Regions from separate parts of the Gossypium hirsutum genome. Here region 2 is linked to region 1. A link is a contact called in public Hi-C data. All regions are on one chromosome and are shown on one strand. The core of a region is the stretch at or near the end of the contact, and the rest is flanking DNA. Distances in the headings are between cores, read along the strand shown. Region 1 has its middle 30 kb from the start of LOC107887878. Region 2 holds the start of LOC107899493 (ras-related protein RABC2a).

Region 1 (6,704 bases), core at 2,617-5,116:
CTTTAGAATGCTTCAAAATACTCAAGAGTGGCCTTTTCCGAATAGGACTAGATTTGGGCTCGACAGGGACACACCCGTGTGACATGCCCGTGTTCGATTGCTTCAAACCGTGTTCGAGTCTGTTGAATGGACACGGGCGTGTGAACTACCCGTGTGAGGAAGTCCAGGCAGTGTTGATTTCCCATGTTGACCCATTTTCTCCGTTTTTGGCTCATTTCTCGCTCTTTTTACTCTCATATGCTCACCTAAGTATAAAACATGAAATTAAAGGATTAGGAGCATCAAATTCACCAAATCTAAGGATAATTCATCCAAAAATATGCTAAGCATGAGATAAAAATATGTATAAATTATGATTTATCAAGGTGGAATAAAGACATATCATTCGCCTCATCAGTTTTCGGGATCAAGGCAATCTTTGTAAAATTTATCTCATGCAATGGTATCTCTCTATTCATGGCTTGCAGAAAAAAATTGAGTAACATCCTCCCCAATGATATGCCAAAATCTCTGGCAGAAAATGGTTGGGAAACTATGATATCTTGGGGCCTTCGTAGAGCTCATTTCCTTCACCACTTTTTGAATTTCATGGTCACAAAAATCCTCTAAAAGAGAATTATTCATCTCTCAGGTCACTATTGGAGTCAGCCCATTATATATAACATTCGTACCTACAAAACCTTTACTTTAAAAAATACCTTTAAAGTAATTATAAGCAATATCTAATTTTTCCTCTTCCCCCTTACGTAACACTTCATCACCATCTTTTAATTTCTGAATTCTATTAACTTTACACCTAAATGAAGCATAATTATGGAAAAAATTAGTATTGTGATCACCATACCTTAGCCAATTTGTTCTGCCCCTTTGCTCCCAGTGGATCTCCCTTTTATCAACCTCTAAATTTATTGCCAACTTAGCTTCAATTATTTCACCCAACACGGTATCATCTACATCTGCTTCATACAGCTCATTGAGTCTGTTTTGGAATTTATGAATGGCTTGCTTGTTGTCCTTTTTCTTTCTAGTTGCCCATTTATTCAACCCTTTTCCAATATTTAGCAAACGGTTCAGAATACTTAACTAATTTAAATCCTACCAAAGTTTAGTAATTATCTCCTTACACAAGTCCTCCAACACCCATGTTGTTTCAAATTTAAAATCCGGTTCCCCTGCTGACCTTTGACTTATGAAATTGAAAGCCTTTGTATCTAGTAACAAAGTGTAGTGATCTGAAATTAAGCAAGTGAGATGCGAAACGACATAATTAAAGAAAGTACTATACCAAGTTGTAGTAGCGATGCCCCTATCCAACCTAGGAAACTCATATCCGCTAATCCACATCCCTCCAACGCATCTCGAAAAACGCTCATAGGTCGTTCCTCTTTTAGTCTCCATCCTTGCTTCTCTTCATTCGACACAATTTTATTAAAATCACCAATGATCACTCATGGCCCTTCATAATTTTGGCCAAGTCGTTTCATCAAGTCCCACGATTCACTTCTTCTATGACCCTCTGGAACTCCATAAAAGTCAGTGAAATGCCACTTCAAATCCATATCAACATCAGTACATCAACATGGTAGTCACAAAAATTCCGCAAATCAGCTGACAAACCATTTTGCCATCCTAAACTTAAACGACCCCTTGACCCATCAGATGATACATCAATGTCATTATAGTAACCAAATTTTCGATGAATTTTTTCCATATTACTCCCATTTAGTTTTGTTTTAATAAAGAAAATTATATAGAGATGATATTTTTTCAGCAACTGCTGATTCTCCGAAATAACCTTGGATTCCCTATTCCACAGGCGTTCCAACTTAATATTTTCATAATGCTCAGTTGACCGTTCTATAGGTTCAGCCGTTGAAAAATTCTTTCCATCACCCTTTTTTTCTTTGATTCCCCAAATTCAACATTCTCATCAGATCCACACCCATCATCAAAATATCTGGGCCTTTTTTTCCCATCTACAAAATTAATGGGCCGATTATCACTACCCATATTAGCATTCATTGCTTCAAATATGTCTTCATCTATACAAGGAAGTTTTGACTTTCCAACCAAATTAATGCTCATGTTGCTGCCAGCATTTCTCATAAAATTAGCCACATTAATGTTCAAATTAAACTTTCCTTTTTCCTCCATTGTAACTCCTGAATTACCTCCCCAATTATCTTCTGTCTCGTGAAGCCAAATGCTACCTCCAGCCACCATCTTCCTCGCCATTGCTCTAAGAGAAATGTTCCATCCCCTTGGTAATTCTTGGCTCCCCTTAACGATCTGGATAAGACAAAAGCTTTCCCCATGACCCAGCCTACCATACAAAAAGCAGAACGTGGTTAGCTTTTCATATTTGAACATGGCAAAAAATTCTTTTGTCTTTCCAATTATAAGCTTCTTCTTCCATTTCAGTGGGTGTCGAATGTATATCAAAACCCAGATTTGTATAAAATATTTTAAACCCACTGCCACAACCTTCACATCATATTCAACGAATTCGCCAATAAACCTTCCAAATTGTTTTGCCATAGCTTCCATATACATATCATTAGGAAGGTTATGTATTTGCACCCAGAAAGTCAATTTAAACAAAGGGACTTTTAACGGATTAGCACCTATATGTAAAACATCAAAAATTAATAAGTGATTATTAAAGGTCCAAGGAGACCCCTTTACATCATATCAGCCTCGCAATAAAAGTGAAAAAGAAAACATTTGTCCCCAATATCAGTAATGGTGACTCCACCAAGGGGATGCCAAAAATTTGCTAGAACATTCTTCATGGATTGAAAATTTACGATAGTCACCGTAAAAAAATAACCCACTAAACAGAAATTGAAAATATCCTCCACTAATCCCTCCCCCAGATCTATTTCCCGTCCTTCTCCTTCCCCATTTCCCTCTTCATCTTCCAGTCGAAGATCTGCCAACGCCGCTTCCATACTCTACACAGAACCCCACTGTTGTCAAAACAGGTTTTCTAAATAAACCACCAAATCTTAAACCAAATGCTACACGAGAGCATACAAAATCATGCTATATGAGAGCATACAGTAAACTTAGATGGTTAATATTCAATTATTTGATACTAATAATTTTGTATATATTAGCTAATATATGTTTTACTTTAATATACATGTCTTAAAATACTTTTTCATTTTATTAACTAATAGAAATTTAAATGTAAAAAATTGTGAGAGTGCCACTTAGTGTAAATATAGGGTATGTAACTTGTTATATTAAATAAGAAATACTTATGATAATCATAATTATTTTTAAATTTTAATTAACCATCACTAACTCTATAAATACTACAAGTGTAATTTTTTCTACATTATTGTCAAGTATATGATTTCGATTTAAGTATTTTATAAATTAACTTTATATCTCATTCCCTTTTATATTTTTTCCAGATTGTCTAATTGTCTAATAGTAATCTATATTAGTACTTAAAACTCATTTGTTCAAAATATATAAAACAACACCAATATAAATTCTTTTTTTTTAGAGTAAATTCTTTTATTTATTTATGCTCTTCATTGCACATGTATTGAAATAAGCAATATATATATACACATTATATACTATCACTATATTTCCTAGAATACTTAATTAATGTTTAAAGTCTTCACCATCGATTAAATATTAAATAATCAAACCATTCTATAAAAACAATGATATAACTCTATGAACCAATAGCATGTTATTGAATTTGCTTCTAATAGCACGTTTTAGTCAAAATAGATCTCTTGGTTCAACAATTTTTACACGCAATGCAAGGCGAAAAGACAAGATTGACGGTGAAAACTATGCAATGGGGAAGAATTGGTGGCATTATCGATTGTTGGAGGGGAGGAGGATGCATGGTAAGTTTATTTGGATGAGGAATTGAGGGGGGAAGGGGAAGATTTGAGAGTTGTGGGCAGTTTCTTGACTGCTAGTGTTGTTCAATTCTAGGCTATGCGTACAACTTTAACCAATTTACAGCATCTGCTTGGGGGTGTGACAATTATAGATCTAGGGGGAAACTATTTCTTTTTAAGCTCTATTATGAGATTGATCTAGCCAGGTTTTTGGAAGAAAGCTCTTGGACGTTTAATAACTATTTGTTACTTTTCCACAGATTAAAGGTAGGGGAAGATTCATTGGCTATGCCATTATTTTGGTCAAATTTTTGGATCCAGGTTCATGATCTTCCGATGGGTTTAATGTCTAAGATGATGGCCAAACAGTTTGGGGATTTTCTGGGACAAATTTTAGAGTATGATACGAAATCCATAAGCAAAGGTTATCAGAGTTACATGAGGATTCGGGTAAGAATTGATGTGAAGAATACGTTGAAGAGAAGGAAAAAGATTGTTTTGGGTAACAAACGTTGCATATATGTACGCTTTCAATATGAAAGATTATCGATGTTTTGTTTCCTGTGTGGACGATTGGGACATTCAGAAAGAATTTTTTCAGTAAGGATTGTTCATGGGAAGAAAGATTTGGTGTTTGAGTGGGATTTTTCTATGAAAGCGATTCCCAAATGAGCAATGATGGTGTCAAGCTGTTGGTTACATGAGGAGGGGAAGGGCTGAAGTTTGGTGAGTTGGGGAAGTCGTTGGGAAGGGGAGAATGGGAGCAAGTGAATATATAAGGCTTGTTTCGAAATGCTGATTTTCTGAGGCATGTGGGCGCCAATCTAAGATTGAATATGGGAGGAAGAAGAAGCCTGATCTAGATGGGGAGGAGAATATGGATCCACATAGGGATCTGGTAGAGTAGATTGTCCCATAGAAGTTAGGGAAGGGAAGAAACGACCTCGTAGTTCATGATTTTCTCAAGTTTCTATTGGATGGATTCGGGGAGAACTTCTGATGAACATAATTATGTTCATGTTTCTCATATATCGGTTGGTTCTGTAGGGCAAGGCAGCCGGATGCAATGAAACTCTTATGTTGGAATGTCCGTGGGATGGGGAACCACCGGACGATACGTCGCCTTCGGCACGTATTGAGGGAGACTAATCCCGAGGTGGCTTTCTTCATGGAAACTAAGTTATAGAGTTCTAAGATGGAGGAAGTTCAAAGGAGTTGGGGTTTGATAGAATTAATTGATGTGAGTAGTGAAGTTATAAGGGGGGATTATCTTTATGTTGGAAATAAGGGTGTAAGGTGGCCTTATGAAGCTTATTATTGAGCCATATTGATATGATTGTGGAGGGTGACATGGAAGCAACTAGGTGGTGATTTACTGGTTTTTATGGGCATCTAGTAGAGAGTTTGAGGCATCATTCGTGGAATTTACTATGAGGCCTATCAATAGAGAACTCTAAACCGTGGTTGGTTATGGGGGACTTCAACAAGATTTTGTATTCTCATGAGAAGCAAGGGGGAAACCTAAGAGATGAACGGTGTATGGAAGGTTTTAGGTTTGCTCTTGATGATTGTGATTTGCTGGATGTGGGTTATGAAGGCAAATGGTTTATGTGGGAACGTGGAAAATTGACTCATAATAATAGTCGGGAAAGGCTTGATAAGGGGGAGAGTTATAGGGAGCAATGAGCAAGGGCTAATTGGTTGAGAAACGGTGATCGAAATATAGGTTTTTTTTCCATGGAATGACTTCTCAACGTAAAAAAAGAAGAGTATTAGTCGACTTGAGGATGGAGATGGACGAGTGAGGATGGGGGATGAAGGGATAGAGCAAAATACGTGTTGATACTTCTCGGAGTTGTTTACATCACAGGGTAGATGTGATAGTAGAAGGCTCCTTTCAGGTATTTTGATTCATGTTACCAATAGCATGAATGAGTTCTTGACTTCGAGATTTATGAAAGAGGAGATAGTGGCGACAGTTCAAGCATGTATCTTACGAAGGCACTGGGGAAAGATGGAATGCCAACTTTGTTCTATCAACAATTCTGGCTTATTGTTGGTACTGATGTAAGTAATTATTGCTTTGATATCTTGAATAATGAATTATCTATGTCAGAGATTAATTATACCAATATAGTGCTTATTCCAAAATAATCTAATCCTATTAGTATGACACATTTTAGACCGATTAGCCTTTGCAATGTCTTGCTTAAAATCATTACTAAGGCAATTGTTTATAGATTGCAAATGATAATGCCGCATTGCATTGATGAAGCGCAAAGTGTATTTGTACCGGAGAGGTCGATTACGATTAATGTCATAGTGGCTTGAGGTCGAAGAGAGTCTTTTGCACTAAAGTTGAATATGATCAAGGCATACGATAGAGTGGAATGACATTAACCATCTTAAAAGATAGGATCTTTTGCACTCAAGCTTGATTACAGTTAATGTTGAAAATGGGTTTTGGGAAGTTGGGTTAAGCTGGTTATGAGATATGTTACGTCTGTCCAGTATTCAGTTGTGTTGAATGGGAAACCAAGATGGTTCATCTCCATTTTTAGAGGAATTCGGCAAGGTGATTTGTTAAGTCCTTTCTTATTTTTTTCTGTAGTGAGGGCTTGTTTGCTCTGTTATGATTAGCTTCTCAAGATAGTCTTATAAAAGGAGAGAAATCGAGTCAATCAGGGCCTATAGTATCACATTTGTTTTTTGTCAATGATTGTCTAATCTTTGGTGATGCGTCTTTAAAGGGGGCAAAAAATGAGAAAAATGTACTGAAAGAGTATGAGGGTTGTTCGGGGCAACTAATTAATTTTAATAAATCCATTGTTT
Region 2 (6,912 bases), core at 2,256-4,755, 460 kb after region 1:
GATGAGGAAACTTATCAGTTTCTCCAAAACCTCATTACTAGCCTTAAGCCCACACTTCTGTTGCTGCATACAGAGCCTTCTTCATCCGTATCCCCTCCTTCTTCAAGACATCTGAAGAAGATGTTATGAGAGGATAAAATTTTTATCAACAGAATTCAAAAAATTTTGCCTCCAACCATGCCTTATATATACTCCTTAGGCATGATTCTCATTGGTCATTTCCACTATCCATTCTTGATCATTTTGTCTCCCACTTTGGAACCAGTCAGTTCCATCCTAACCCAACCAGCATTGGAATCCAACTAATCAATATTTGACCTCTTAAATTTTTAAATTACTCGTTGAGGTCCCAGAATTCATCAGTCCTCTCGATTTAGTCCTAGCTTCCTAAATTTTTAGTTAATAATGATATTCAGGTGTTACAGTTGGACATAGTTAGGTTGCAAGCAACTCTTATTGCTAAGTTATTTGGCGACCGGATGTTACTCAAAAAGTGAGACATTTTTATGAGTGCTTGCCTAAGATAGGCTTTTAACAAACTCGAAAAGCTGCCGATGGGGAATGAGGATGAATGTTACTTATACTATGTGTAGTGTAACTCAAGAAAACTCTTTACAGATAGTAAGGGACTGCATGGTCACTTCTTGGGTACGGAAAAGGTTAGTTCCTCTATATTCTCAATGAATTTTCTTTGATTCTAAATTTGGAAGCTGGTTATCTAGTAATCTTGCAAACTCTGAGATTGATGAAATTGTGGGAGTGCACTGGAATACTTTATTTGCTATGGCCTGTTGAAATCTTTAGGAATAGAGAAATGAGTTCATTTTTCGGAGGCCCTCTTGTTCATCTATTGATATTATCAATCACAGTATCAGCTAGGCCCAACATGTTAAGGATAATGTTCTTGCTAAAGTAACTATTAAACCAAATGCTTAGATTTAAGTTGGGTGGAAGCTGCCACCTACGGGATGGGTGAAAATAAATGCTGATGATGCGATGATTAATTATGGATCAGATGCTACTATAGCAATCATTATTCGGGATGATGATGGTATGTGGCAGATAGGCTATAGTCGGAGATTTGGAGGATAAACTTTGGGTGATTTATAACAGTCTCTTGATTGCTTGGAATAAAGGATATAGGGGAGTGATGCTAGAAACTGATAGTGTGAAGGTTGTTAAATAGATTGATGCAGGTGAAGGAGAGTATAGCCATAAACCTTTATTAAACTGCATTAGAAATCTTAGCAGCAGAGATTGGGAATTGAAAATCTTCCATATATACAAGGAAGCCAATTATGTTGTAAATTGCTTATGGAAGATGTCAGTAGAAGATGATTTTGTGCTACAAGAGTGGATACAACCGCCCGACAACATATTGTCTGCTTTGTTAGGTGACCTGTTGGGAGTCACTACAGGCAGATTGTGTTCTTCATGATATTAGTTGTTGATGATTAGCTTTGTTCATTTACCAAAAAAAAAAACTTAACAACCAGTGTTATAAGGTTACTACATGTCATTGTTTTTGTTATTTTTGAATTCTTAATATAATATTGTTACACATAGTACCTTCACCAGAATATAGCTCCACCAACACACCTCTATCAAGGGTACTATTCAATCAAAGCTTAGGGAACACGAGAGTCACCACCTCTTATAGTCAAATTACACCAATGGGATTATCATCGTTGTTTACCTACATACCTTACAACCTCATCAATGTTACATCGCTCATCTAACTAAAACCCTTGAAGGGATCAATGGGCTAGCAAGAGGTTGCCACGTCTTTCCTTAATAGGTCCACTTTTATATAAAATCCTTTTCACCTCTATGATGAACACATACAACCTTGTCTCTCTCTTTCTCTCTATCCATGTTCCTATCTTCTTTTACTTCTGAACACTCAACTTACCTACCATCTATCACAATCGTCATATGGCTCTCCGCCCCTCTAAGATGAACTAAGCTCCTTTCTCTATTGTCATCTCTTTCATGCTGATTATTTAGTTCAACAAATATAATAATGCACAGCTAAGGATGGTAACCTAGTGCCACAACTCAACCTTGTTCCGAATTTTATACCTTGTGTTTCAAACGCATTTAAAAAAAATAAAAATTCACCCTAGTGTGGTTGGATTGAGTCCGAATGTTAGATTCAAATATTTTACCGTCAGTATAAAAATTTAAGAACTTCTCTTACAAATTCTTTTTAATACCAATGAATAGAAACAAATTTCTAATAATATATTGTATGCTAGCTGTTTATAATGATTATATCATTCATGAAGTAAAATCAAATTTCGAAATTTGAAATTAAGCTTCCTTTAGGACCAATGCTATTATAATTGTTATTGTATTTATTAGATAAAATGTAAAATTTCTTTCTTCCTTTCTTTTTCGTAAAATTGAAAACAAATTCTTGAGTTTTATAATAAATTCTAAAAATGAAAGTATTGGAGAACCAAACCCTGAATGTTTAATTGCCAATTTGGTGACTAAATATTAAAAATTGATAAATTCATGTTAGAATTTAAAATTGTTACAATAAATTAAATTCAACGATAATATAAAATATGTTTTTCAAAGAAACAACGATGATGGCAATATGATGCATGATATAACAGGAAAAAATTATTATTGAAAATTTTGAATAATAAATATTAATATATTATTTTCTAAAACACAATTATAATTATAATCAGTATTAATAACACTCAATTTGTATTTAATAATTATACATAAAATCAATTATTAATGTTTTGTTTATATAATTTTACATAAATATGTTTATGAGAAAATATCCGTTACATCATAAGTGAAATTTAAAATTTTCACAAGGAGTATGATATAGTAAAAATTTTTAAAAATAAACATATAAAAAAATGAAAGCATAGCAAATTTGTTTATTAGTGTTTTTTTTTATACAATATTGAGGGTAGAAGATAAAAGTTATATAATTTGACAAAAATTTTAACTAGAGCTGAGCTCTATTCAAACTTAACATATTAGTGTTTTATTTAATTTTTAACTATTTATGTTTTTGATAAAATATATTTTTAACTATTTATTGATAATATAATATTTTTTGGATGGAAGCAATCATCAAAAAAAAATTAAAGAACTAAAATCAAGTTATATCACTATACCTACATAAATCTTAAAAGTTTCCTTAAGATTTACAAACAATGTTGAATATAATATTAATCACTTGAATCTACACAAATTTTATCATTAAAAAAATGACTTACTTGAAAATTATATTTCTAAATATAACAAATTATCAATAAAATTATATTAAAAAAGTTATTTTAGCATTATCTATTTCTTGCACACAATTTCGTTTTGTCCCAAAGTAATTAAGGCATAAATCTTTGATTGTCCCAAGAAAGCACCTCTCTACCAGACGGTTGGAGCGTGCAAAACACTCTCAGTTATTCCCGCGTGCCACGTGGGTACAATTCCTACATAATAGTAATAATAATAAAATAAAAATAAAAACAAAAAAGGGAAAAGAATAACGTTGGTGTCAGTTGTGTTGTGTTCCACAGTTAGCCGTTTTCTTTTAGCTTCTCTCTCAAACAAAGCATTCATTCGCTTCGCTCTTTCCTTTTCCTTTTCCTTTGTTTTCCTCTTTTAAAAACAAAAAAAAAATCTTCCCTTATTTTTTTATTTTTTCCTTTATATATATTAACTTTCTTTTTCACTGTACTTTTGATAGAAAGAAGCCATTCATTTCCTCACCCAAGGTTTTCTTTTTTTCTTTTTCTTTTTCTTTTTTTGAGATCATCATTGGATACAACAGATACCTTGAAAAAGAAGTGGAAAAGTTAATAGAAAATTTGAAATGGGATCATCTTCAGGGCAAAGTAGCGGAAGCTATGATCTTTCATTCAAGATCTTGTTGATCGGAGACTCTGGTGTCGGCAAGAGTAGTTTGCTTGTTAGCTTCATTTCAGCTTCTGCGGAAGATCTAGCTCCCACCATTGGTCCGATTTTCTCTCTCTTTTTTTCATTCATTTTTTCAATCCTGGATCTTTGATTAGTAAAAAATATGATTTGGGTTTTTGCTTAAATCTAATGCTTTAGGTGTGGATTTTAAGATCAAGCTGTTATCTGTTGGTGGCAAGAGATTAAAGCTTACCATTTGGGATACTGGTACGAAATTCATGCTAATATTGTTTTTATTTTTCATTTTAGTCTTCCAGTCTCAAATTAGATTTCTTTGTCAAAATCATTCAGTGTCTAATTGAAGTCAGTTGACTGTTTTCCATTTTACATTGGAGAGAGCTCACTTTTACCGACTTAATAGTATAAACTATAAAAATATTTTATAGTCTGTTTTGTTTGCCTCATCCTACATTTTAGTCACTTATATTTAAAATGTTACGTTTTAGTAACTTATGTTATTATTTTGTTACGTCTATTATTTCCCTAACGGTAATCTTACGTGGCAGTCCAATTAAATATTACTGAATCTGCTAATACATTCTTCGTCCGGATGAAGTATGTATTAACAAATTCACTAAATGATTATATATATATTTACGCATATATCAGATTACCAAAATAAAATTTTAAATACTTATACCTAATAAAACATGTTTCTCATTACAATAATAGTATTTTCTAAATAACATATTGTTTTATAATTTTATTTCTTATTTAATATTTTAATTTAATTTTAATAATGCATACTTTATTCGGATGAAGTATGTATTGACAGATTTAGTAATATCTAGTTTGACTGCCACGTAAGATTACCGTTAGGGAGATAACAGAACTTAACGGAAGAGTGATTATTTCGTAACAAAATAATAACATAAGTGACTAAAACGTAACATTTTAAACATAAGTGACTAAAACTTAACATGAAGCAAACAAAAGTGACTATTTTTTGTAGCGACTAAAATTAGATTTCTTTGTCAAAATCATTCAGTGTCTAATTGAAGTCAGTTGACTGTTTTCCATTTTACATTGGAGAGAGCTCACTTTTACCGACTTAATATGTTCATTAATACATTAGTATGACATTAGCATCGTTGAAGTGTTTTTGTTAATGTGTTTTGATCTGCTATGGTTTTTCATGGCCCCAATTCTTCACTCTGCAATATCATCAAAATTTTCAGAAAATATATGTGAAATCATTCATGGTGAAAAGAGGTATACAATTGATAATATATTAATTTGTTAAAATGAGTTTCTGGGTTTTAACTTTGTTGTTAGCTTGATGTTGCTTCTTTAATCTTTTATTAGCTGTCCACTCTTTTTTTTTTTCATTTCTTCATGAAAGCACATTGAAATAATTGTCTTGCAACGTGGAGAAATCATGATTTATTTGTGAAACCAATATGCTTCTTGTAGCTGGACAGGAAAGGTTCAGAACCTTAACAAGCTCTTACTACCGGGGCGCCCAAGGGATCATTCTTGGTAAGTTCATGTTTCCGGCGTTATTCTACTTTCTTGATTTTGTTCAATGGAGCCTATCACCGGTTTCATCTCGCGAATTTCAGCTATCTGATATCATAGCAAAACGGTTTCTTAATCATGTGGCTGATAATAAGGTTAGTTTGATGATGCTTTTCTTCTTGGACTGGTCAAGAAGATGCATTGTGGCTTGATGGAGCTCTACTTTCTGCAATTTCATGCAGTTTTTATTTATGGCACATTTGCATTTGGTTCATCATTTCAAAATGGTGGACTGGATCCTAAAATTTATATTCTCGTCCCGAATAAACTATCAACTGCGATTCTTGTCGATTCCGTTCAAGGGGTTGTGGTAAATATTATATGGTTTGCTCATGAATTAAATTGGCATAATTGTTTGACTTATTTCTTGGCTTTGGTTATAGTTTATGATGTAACACGGAGAGAGACCTTCACAAATTTGTCTGATGTTTGGGCCAAAGAAGTGGAGCTTTTCTCTACCAATCAGGACTGTGTCAAGATGCTTGTTGGAAATAAAGTTGACAGAGTAAGCCTAGTGTCCTTCAAATCCTTTAGAACTAAAATTTGAAGATAAATCAACTCCATTCACGCGTATCCATTGAAAAGGTCAAGGATAGATTAGTTTGTTGTGAAGAGACAATTTCACACTCTTGTGGGACAAAGCTCCTTCATGTTGAAACCTCATGGAACAAAGATGCGAAGAAAAATTTTACCAGTCATAAAGGGGCCATTGCACCCATTAATACTATAAGCTGCTTTGCCTATCGTGTTATCCCCTATAGTCTTTGATATTGCGTTTCTCTTTACTTGAGGACTTATTTTTGAATCATTTTCTGTTAATTTATAGTCTTCTTCATTGTATCTCATTTGATTACATTTCAGGATTCCGAAAGGGCTGTAACTAGAGAAGAAGGCGTTGCACTTGCAAAAGAGCTTGGATCCATGTTTCTTGAATGCAGTGCTAAAACAAGAGAAAACGTGGAGCAATGCTTTGAGGAGCTTGCATTGAAGGTAATTTGTTTCTCTATGTATATAAACAGCAGTTTTGTTCTTCAAATTTCCAGTAATATATACAACTATTTGCGCGTGGGTCAGTTCAAAAACTTTAACTATGCAGTGGGGTTATGTTATATATACATCAATCATTAAGAATTGTAGTTTCTTAACTTTTGAACAGACACAATGATTCTTCATGAATCATGATGATATCAATACGATGTGAATTTATCCAATTCTTTCCAACTGTTGCTATATTACATAGGACAAAGCTGGTACCATGAACAAAGAACCTTTGAATGAGGGTGAAAAAAATAAGAATGGCATAATCTCGTCTTGGTTCTGACCAGTTATGGATTTTCTTACAGATAATGGAAATTCCAAGTCTTTTGGAAGAAGGGTCTTCTGTAGGAAAGAGAAAAATGTTAAAGCAGAAGCCAGAGTACCAGGCTTCTCCCGACGGTGGTTGTT

Evidence for each region. Hi-C and Micro-C count contacts between places; a contact is called where the count stands out from the background.
Region 2: a Hi-C map of petal shows a contact between it and region 1, with 4 times the contacts expected there. The contact joins the promoter of LOC107899493 here to the enhancer-like site in region 1. A contact is called at or near these places in 7 of 34 Hi-C or Micro-C datasets (callus, leaf and petal).

The regions. Positions count from the first base shown.
Region 1 is chrA04:64,378,690-64,385,393 of Gossypium_hirsutum_v2.1, forward strand. No RefSeq gene overlaps it. Among protein-coding and RNA genes, the nearest start is that of LOC107887878, 30 kb to the left of the region's middle. Within about 2 kb of position 3,867, at least 6 of the 9 cell types and tissues checked have an H3K27ac peak or open chromatin away from gene starts, as enhancers often do.
Region 2 is chrA04:64,835,966-64,842,877 of Gossypium_hirsutum_v2.1, forward strand. LOC107899493 (ras-related protein RABC2a) reads left to right here and starts at 3,506. Exons shown (of 6, transcript XM_016825221.2): 1 at 3,506-3,986; 2 at 4,087-4,155; 3 at 5,362-5,427; 4 at 5,850-5,971; 5 at 6,328-6,456; 6 at 6,810-6,912. The coding sequence starts at 3,845.